Linked DNA regions of Mus musculus: all the other regions are linked to region 1. The links are chromatin contacts, called in public HiChIP or PLAC-seq and promoter capture Hi-C maps. All regions are on one chromosome and are shown on one strand. The core of a region is the stretch at or near the end of the contact, and the rest is flanking DNA. Distances in the headings are between cores, read along the strand shown.

Evidence for each region. HiChIP or PLAC-seq counts read pairs in DNA pulled down with a chosen protein or histone mark. Capture Hi-C pulls out chosen DNA fragments and counts their contacts.
Region 2: a promoter capture Hi-C map of adipose tissue shows a contact between it and region 1. The contact joins the promoter of Zscan2 here to the promoter of Rccd1 in region 1. A contact is called at or near these places in 10 of 39 promoter capture datasets (the C10 cell line, cranial neural crest, hematopoietic stem and progenitor cells and 5 more), 2 of 115 datasets of contacts at active chromatin or transcription factors (large pre-B cells and memory CD8 T cells) and 2 of 9 other capture datasets (adipose tissue and liver).
Region 3: a contact with region 1 is called in an H3K4me3 HiChIP or PLAC-seq map of bone marrow-derived macrophages, with 6 times the contacts expected there. The contact joins the promoter of Mesp2 here to the promoter of Rccd1 in region 1. A contact is called at or near these places in 3 of 39 promoter capture datasets (hippocampal neurons, liver and pre-B cells) and 1 of 115 datasets of contacts at active chromatin or transcription factors (bone marrow-derived macrophages).

What each region holds. Positions count from the first base shown.
Region 1 is chr7:80,323,114-80,325,803 of GRCm38.p6, reverse strand. It overlaps Rccd1 (RCC1 domain containing 1), which reads left to right and starts at 1,350. Exons shown (of 9, transcript NM_173445.4): 1 at 1,350-2,054. It overlaps Unc45a (unc-45 myosin chaperone A), which reads left to right. Exons shown (of 20, transcript NM_133952.2): 20 at 1-512. The coding sequence ends at 184.
Region 2 is chr7:80,859,611-80,862,300 of GRCm38.p6, reverse strand. Zscan2 (zinc finger and SCAN domain containing 2) reads right to left here and starts at 1,370. Exons shown (of 3, transcript NM_001382511.1): 1 at 1,224-1,370.
Region 3 is chr7:79,809,374-79,812,063 of GRCm38.p6, reverse strand. Mesp2 (mesoderm posterior 2) reads right to left here and starts at 1,337. Exons shown (of 2, transcript NM_008589.2): 1 at 305-1,337. The coding sequence starts at 1,135.

The DNA.
Region 1 (2,690 bases), core at 101-2,600:
GGTGGTGCTGAACATGATGCAGTCTTCGAAGGAGATCGCCGGCACCCTGATGGAGAGTGAGGTCCTGGAGATCCTGTCAGTGTTGGCCAAGGGCGAGGAGAGCCCAGTCACCAGGGCTGCCGCAGCCTGCCTGGAGAAAGCAGTGGAATATAGACTCATCCAACCCAACCAGGACGGAGAGTGACGATCGGCCCGGGGCCCACAGCTCACGCATCTGTCACCCTTCACAGCTCTGAGTCAGCACTGGGATGCTCGATACTTGCCTCGCCTCCACAGCTGCCACAGTTGCACTTTGGTGTTCTCAGGACACACAGCATACAGCCCTGCCCTGCCAGCACTCAGGAGGGCCCTGTCTGTACTGTAGAGAGCTGAGGCTGGGGGACGTACATCCCATTCAAGCCTGAGGATTATGGGCATCAAGAAGGAAGGACACAACAGCATCCTCACATGCTGGGAGCATCATCAGAGCCTGCCAGCAGGCTCACCCCGCTAATAAATTCTGTGGAACTAAAGCATCTGTTTGTTGTTGTAGGCGGGGCTGCTGAGGGTGGGACACTCAGGAGCAACAGCTGGACATCAGCAAAGTGTGCTGTAGAGCGCTGTTGCTGTAACAGAAGGAAGCCAGTGGGCCCATGGAGAACCTTTGTAGACAAGGCCTTAATATGGGTAGGACAGGCTGGCTTCAAACTGATAATCCTTTCTCAACCGTTAAGAGTTGTAGGAATTACAAGTGCCAACACCCACGCTGGTTTCTTTCTAAATCCTGGTGAGTTAGCCTAAAGCTTAGGAAGCTGATCAAATTTCAGTGTCTTTTTTTTTTTTTTTTTTTTTGTTTGTTTGTTTGGTTGGTTTTTTCTTTTTCTTTCTTTCTTTTTTTTTTTTTTTTTGGTTTTTTTTCGAGACAGGGTTTCTCTGTATAGCCCTGGCTGTCCTGGAGCTCACTTTGTAGACCAGGCTGGCCTCGAACTCAGAAATCCGCCTGCCTGTGCCTCCCGAATGCTGGGATTAAAGGCGTGCGCCACCACTGCCCAGCTTTTTTTTTTTTTTTTTTTTTCAGTGTCGTTTTTTTATGCTGGTCCTTGGATACATTTGTCATGATATTGTGAGTTTTCTGTGATCTCTACCCAGTCTGTGTTTGGAATTTGGGGTCAGTGTGCGCTTCCCTCGGGGAAAATACATTTTTCTGTAACTCTGCCAGGTTGAAGGAGAAACAGGACTCAAATAGATTCCCTATATGGCTAGGAACACCGGTTTCTTAGAGGCTGGAGTCCAGGCTTGGCACTCATTGGCTCAGTACAAGTAAGTGACAGAGCCTGGGCCAATCAGTGAAGGCACTAGTACTACAGCTTCCTGTTTGGCCCTCAGTCCTGCGCTTGTTCAGTAGTGAACGACCTCCTTCCTTGTTCAAAGGGAATGGAGGGTGTCAGGGCTTGGTCTTCGCCCGCCGTTTCCCTCGGATCGTCAAGAGTATCCATTCATTCAGTGGTTCCAACCGCGTCCACTGCTGTTGGCGCGCACAGGAGACTTCAGCCTACTGCCTGGTGGCAGGTAACCCGGCGCATGTGTGCCGGTCAGGCGCGCCCCAGTGGTGACGTCACCGCTCGTGCCTGCGATTGGCTCCGAAAAGCTGGCGCACCGAATGACCGCGTTGCTTGGCGCGGAGGCCCTTAAAAAGTGCTTTACTCCGCCGGCCATCTGTTCCCCGAGCCATACATTACTATGCGCTGCTCACTTTCAAGGTTTCCTGCTTAAAGGGCTTTCCTGATGAGTTGAGGGTACAGGCTAATGGGAAGATGAAAGATTCCTTTGGTTGGGGATCCAGGAGCTGTAGTCTCAGATCTGACTTAAGAGGCTCGAGAGTGTCTGTAAAATTCTGATCCATTCGAGTGAAGTGGCGTTGCATTTTGAACCGCGCGACTGTCTCCCAATTTCAGCCTGAGCTCCCTGGGACCCATAGTCATCACATTAAGTCAAAGGAAAGGCGCAGCAAAGACTTCTTGAATAAACGACCGAGTAAGGTCCAGTGGAAATTGTCCAAATGCCTCTGAAACCCGGTAAGAGCCAATGGTCATTTTCGTCGTTAAATTCTACTGTGTAAACTAAGCTAGGACTGTTTACACTTAAATTTTGATTTGTATTTATTGCAAACAGTTCTGCTAGGTAGATACAAGCAGTGCTGTCCCCACTCGCCTTGTAAAACTGAAGTTGTGCAATAGGATCCAGGTGCACAGGCACGCCCACCTAGGTCCCAGGTGTTTATTCTTCTTGTTGGGACGAGGCTTATAAATCCATAGGACACGGCTCAGCTCCACACTTGCTGTGTGATTGGGAGTCTAGAGAAAAATGGAGTCAATTTGAATGGAGACTCGGGGTTAAAGTTCTCAAGGCTAAGAGACTGGAGCTGTGGGCCTCAGATCCTAGTGTTGTATCTGATCTCCCACGTACATGCCTCACAGTTCCCTTGTGGTAATAGAAATAAGTTCTGGGTTGCAAAGAAAGAGACCACTGTTAAGGCCTAGATGGAAGGTTAAGGCCTAGGTAACCGTTACCTGGACAGCCTGCCATTATAAAGAAACTTTCTCATGTTTGTGCTGTTCCTAAGGAACTTTCTAATGCTAAGATTGATTATATAGTTATGTTCTGTGCCCTTGAAACCAATCACGATAGAAGTCAGTAGAACGACTTTGTAT
Region 2 (2,690 bases), core at 121-2,620, 540 kb before region 1:
GCTCTTTTCAGAAGACCAAAGGAAGAGTAGTGGGATGCAGTGATCTGGGCTGAGAGAAACAGAACTGACATATCCTACCCTAAGTCAGTTCAGACTCCCTTCAGAGACTGTGACCTAACAAAGAGGTTAGTCATTCAACCTCAGTGACCACTTAATGAATAGATAACACTCATCCTTATCATATGGAACATCATAGTGATTACTAATGGATCGCATGTCAAGGTGCCCCCAGCTTCACTACAAGTCATTAGTGCTATATTTCAAAGGAGGTTGCCCTCAGATAATCTCCCAGATCCCAGAATCCAGGACTCCTCAAGGCCCCTATATAAAATGGTGTACCAAATACCTTCAATCATCTCTAGACAACATATACTTAAGTGTAAATAATATGTAAACAGTTGGTATGCTGTACTGTTTGGGAATAATAACGAGAACGCTCCTACATGTTCAGTACAGACATTTCTGTTTATTTTTTTGCTTCTGAAGCAAGATCTCATTATGTAGCCCACGCTGGCCTCGAACTCCTGACCTGCCTGTCCTGCTTCCTGAGTGCTGAGATTACTGCCTGCCCAATTCCTTTTTAAATGAACACACATGGGGATCATTGCGGGGGGTGGGGGTGTGGGGGACACACACCTAGATCTGAGTAGTAGCTCTACAAAATATTCAAAGCAGTGGAATTAAAAACTATTTAAGTATTATGAAAGCAATGAATATTTATTTTTAAAAAATCATTACACCATAGAATCAGATAACATGCCCTCCCCCATGAAAATAGCAAAAGTTAAAACAGAACAGCAACAACAGAAAGAAAACTGAAGCTCCCAATGTCAATTTGTCCAAAATGACTACGTGAAACACAAATACATCGTAATTCTTCCTGGACATCCCGGGAACACTGAACCTAGACAGCTTATTAGCTAAGCCTGGCTCCGACACGCCCCCTCAGAACCTCAGTTTCCCCACCTGGTCAAGGAGGCGGCTCGGTGGGATGTCGTCGAGCATCCCTTCCCAGTGTAAAGCCTGCGTTCCTAGGCTGCGCGTACCCAGCGCTCTGGTGTGAGCGGAGCCTCGAGGGCTCCGAAGAACCAGGACGCAGAGCTGCGCGTCCAGCCCGTCGGGCGCGGACACCGACGCCCCTCCCCCAAACTGCCCTGAGCTGGCTCCAGGCCCGTTACTCGCTGTCTCTCTGGCTGTTCCCCGCGGGGCGCGCGGCTCCTGACCTGCCTCTCCCGCTCGCCTCTCCAGGGACCAGGTCCTGTTCCCGCTATCTCTCTGAGCGCAAAAGCACCCCACGGTCTGGCCCGGCCCGGCCCGGCCCCTCTGGATTCACCTCAGCTCAAGCCCAAGGGGCACAGAGAACAATGGACGGGAGAGGCCCGCCCATGGCCACTCTCATTGGCTGTCCACAACAGTTCCTGAAATTCTGCTCCACTATTGGTGAAAACTGCGTCCAGATGGGCGTTGGGAGGGAAGTTCCACCCGATGCATTGCGGGAAATGTAGTTTACCCAGAGACGGGGGGGGGGGTGGTTTGTACCTGAGCGAACAGAGGGTTTGATAGCCGTAAGTAATGCCTCCGGATCAGAGGCAGAGGACGACCCAGGACTAGCTGTCTGTCTTCTAGTACTGCCCAAAGCTTTCACCTGAGACAGATAGTGCCAATTCTCTAAAGCTCGCGTGTATTTATCTATAAAAAATGAAAGCTGGGTGAATGTATCAGTCTTTTTCAGCTGAGAATTGAGTGGCAAATGAGCCCTCGAGAGCCAAAAGCTGACTCTAAGCAGAGAAGAAATCTGCGCAATCAAAGTTCCTCTTGGCCCAAGTTCGCACCTCTCCTGGAAATTTGCAGCTACGCACAGGCATTTGCACTCCGGGGTTGCACTCCCCTTTGTTTTCACACGTGGTATTCTTGCGTCTTCACGAAAGCCCCGCCCCGCTCTTTCTGCTTTGTAAGTCCTAGTCTATAGTCGGCTCCTTGGAACCTGCCCTACAGTTAGGCAAGAGGTTAGCTCTGGGAGGGAATGACCACCCAGGCACCCTAAAACAGGACACAAAGGACAATAGTGGTCCTTCCAGATGGGTCATCTCAAGGTCCCCAAAACAGGATGTAAAGAACAGCAATAGATGGTAGTGGTCTACTAGTTGGCTCAGCTTCAACTGGCTTCAGGGTATCTCTAGATAAGAGTATGCATGGAGTGCCTGCTACCCCTTCACCAAGTGAACTTTTCAGCTTTGAGGGCACTTAAGCCCCAAGACTGGGTGAAATGAGCTTCCAAGAAAAGTGTGCCACTTTGTTTTAGTGCCCGCCTTAATGGAGGGACAGGGAGAGGATAACAGATAAAGGATAAATCTAAACCCACTTCTGTCCCCGACACAGCCATTCCTACTCTGTACGGATTGCTCTCTTCCCAAAGAGCATACAAACTTTTACTCCCTTACTCGCTCTAGTTAAAACCCTTGACTTGGGGGCTGGAGAGATGGTTCAGTGGTTAAGTGTGGGAAGCCGTTGCAGAGTGGCAGTTGCAGAGTGGCAGTTGCAGAGTGGCAGTTGGCTACTGCTGGCCACTACACATACATAGGCAGTGAAGGTTCTTTTGCCAAGACAAGTTAACCAATCAGATGTGAGACACACCTCTCCTAGGCCTATGTAAGCAGCACCAGTTCTGGGCTCAGGGTCTTTTCGCCTCT
Region 3 (2,690 bases), core at 88-2,587, 510 kb after region 1:
TGAACTTAGAATTTCCAGCTAGTGAAGGCCCTCGCCTTCCACCCTGGCCTCTGTGTAAATCCGAGGGCCATCCTCTCTTCACCAAGCTGTGGTGACTGTTGCACAGCAAAGGTGGCAATTATGGCAGTGGCTATAACTTCCCGGGGCCTCATCTCTTCTCCTACAGGTGTAAATAAGGCTATTTCCATCTATCCCTTCATTGGATAACCTGGGACCTGATGAGTAGGAGACCCTGTACAAACGAGAGACCGTCCACTTTAGTTCCAAATGAAGCCATGAAAATGGCAGGGGTCCTAGGACCTACCTGATACACTTTAGTCAGCTCTGCAGGTTCAGTGGATTGTGTCCAGTGTCCAGTCTTGTTCCTAGGCTCTGGGGACATCTGCATGCCAGGACATGCTTGAGGTGGTGCCCAGGGAGAGGAGTCAGCGGCTCTTTCTAGGGACTGGTGTAAGGGTGACTGTATTTGGGGACAATAAGGAGGTGTCACCCAGGGATCCACGTTGGAGATCCTGTTCCCAAGGTTTTCAGGTGAGATCAGAGGTCCAGGACAAGCAGGCGGGCACCCCCAGGACACCCCACTACTCATGGCTGATCCCAGGCTAGGACCAAGCATCTGAGCCTGTGAGGGGCTGCCACCGTCGGGGCATTGAGGGCATCGGTGAGAGAACGCCGCGTCCGCACTCCGTCGGCGCCTGCGCCGCAGACTGTCCTCGCTGAGGCCCAGCAGGGCTGACAGGTGGCCGATGTAGCGGATGGCCAGGCGCAGCGTCTCGATCTTGGTCAGGCTCTGGCCTGCAGGTGCCACCGACGGCGGCAGGAAGCGGCGCAGTTCTTGCAGCGCGCGGGCGAGTGTGCGCATGCGCAGCTTCTCGCGCTCGCTGGCGCTCTGCCGCTGTCCGCCTGCGGGCGCTGGGCGCGTTCGTCGGGGCGCCGTCGCCTGGGTAGTGCGCGTGCTACGGGCCGGGCCGGCGGGCTGCGAGGGCCGACGGGTGGCGTAGCAAGGGCAGGAACCGGACGAATCTGAGGACGAGGCCGGAGACGTGGAGTCCGATTGCTGAGCCCAGCCCCAGCCCTGGGAGAAGACCCAGTGGTCGAGACCCTGGAGGCTCTGAGGAGGAGGCGACTGGGCCATGGCTGGTGTGACTCTGGGAAGCTGGACCGGTCACCTCCAGGTCCTAGCTTTTATCTGGACTAAAGGTGTGAGGTGGTCCCCTGCCAGGTTGCAGAGAGGTGTCAAAACCCACAGAGCCCAGGGAAGGTCTGGGCAGGGGGGCCCTGGGAAAGCGGGCCCATTTGCAGAGGTGTGGATTCTGACCCCTCGAAGGCTCTAATGGAGGCCCCTGCTGCCGGGAAGTGTGGGAGAGACAATTCGCATCTGGATGGAGTTGCTAAGCTTCTCACCGAGCCCCCACCTTCACTCCGCCCTGCTACTGCAGGGTGAATACACCCGAACCCACCACCACGGTAGATGGCTGCTGGGTACCTGGATGTCTATCCCGTGCCTCTGGTTCACTTACAGAGTGGCCACCCTTCATCATTAGCCTTTAATGGGCTATGCCTGTGCTGGTTCCGACCAGCACAGTGGGGCTTCCTCAGGTTCCCCCATTAGCCAATTTGCTGTATACACTTAGAAACTCTCACTGACCACAGTATCTGTACCCACTAAAAATGGAACCCAGCAGCCTGGAGGGTTCCAGGCTGGGAAGTGGAAATGGAAGGAGGTGGATGCCAAAGCCAACTTGAAGCTTTGTGTCACCTTGAAGCCACCTAATTTCTTTGAGCTCATCTCAGTAGGAATTGCTGCACAGAATGACTTCCAGCCCTCCCTGGATTAATCCTGAAATTGCTTGCTATGGGCTTTCATTGTGCCTACACTTTATAAAGAAGGGACTGATACAGGTGTGGTCCATATACCCGTAATTTAGCACTTGGGAGACTGAGGCAGGAGAATTGGAGGGAGGTGAGGTCAACCTGTACCCATCAAGAACTTGTTCCAGAAAAGAAAATCAATCAAACAAATAAACCCAGTACTGCCACCGGTGACCACTCATGGCTATAGTCCAAGCCCTTGGGAGGTAGAGGCCAGAGGATGAGGAGTTCAAGTCCATAGAAAGTTTGAGGCCAGCCTGGGCTACATGAAACCCTGTCTCAAAAAACTAAAACAAATCAAACCCAGGCACTAACATTTCAAAGTGTTTATGGGCACACATTTGCTTATTATATGCAGGGCCCTTAACCTGCCTGAGCTTGTCCTGATTAGCAAAACAGCTAAGTATGGCATCTGCTCCCAGAACTTCTGTGAGAAACAGCTGAGGTAATAAAAGCCAAGGACAGGCTCTCCTGAGCATCAACTGCAACTGAAACAAGGCACCCATACCCTGCATCATCTCCAGGACAGAAAGCTAAGGGTTAAATGAGCTTTTGGCGCAGTCAGGCCTTAGCCACCGAGGCTGAGCAGGTCCAGCTGGGTCTTGAACCAAGAGCATTGTTTCATTAGGGAGAGGGGACACAGAGAACATTTCCAGAAGGGAAAGGCCTGGAGGTGGGAGGGCCAGGCACGTCTGGAACCAGGCTGAGTTGGTTTTACTCTCAAGGCCACGGGGAGCCTCTTTGACTTTTGAGCAGAAGGGTAAAGTAATCTAAAATATCAGTCAAGGTGAGTGTGACAAGAATACTTTAGAGGACTG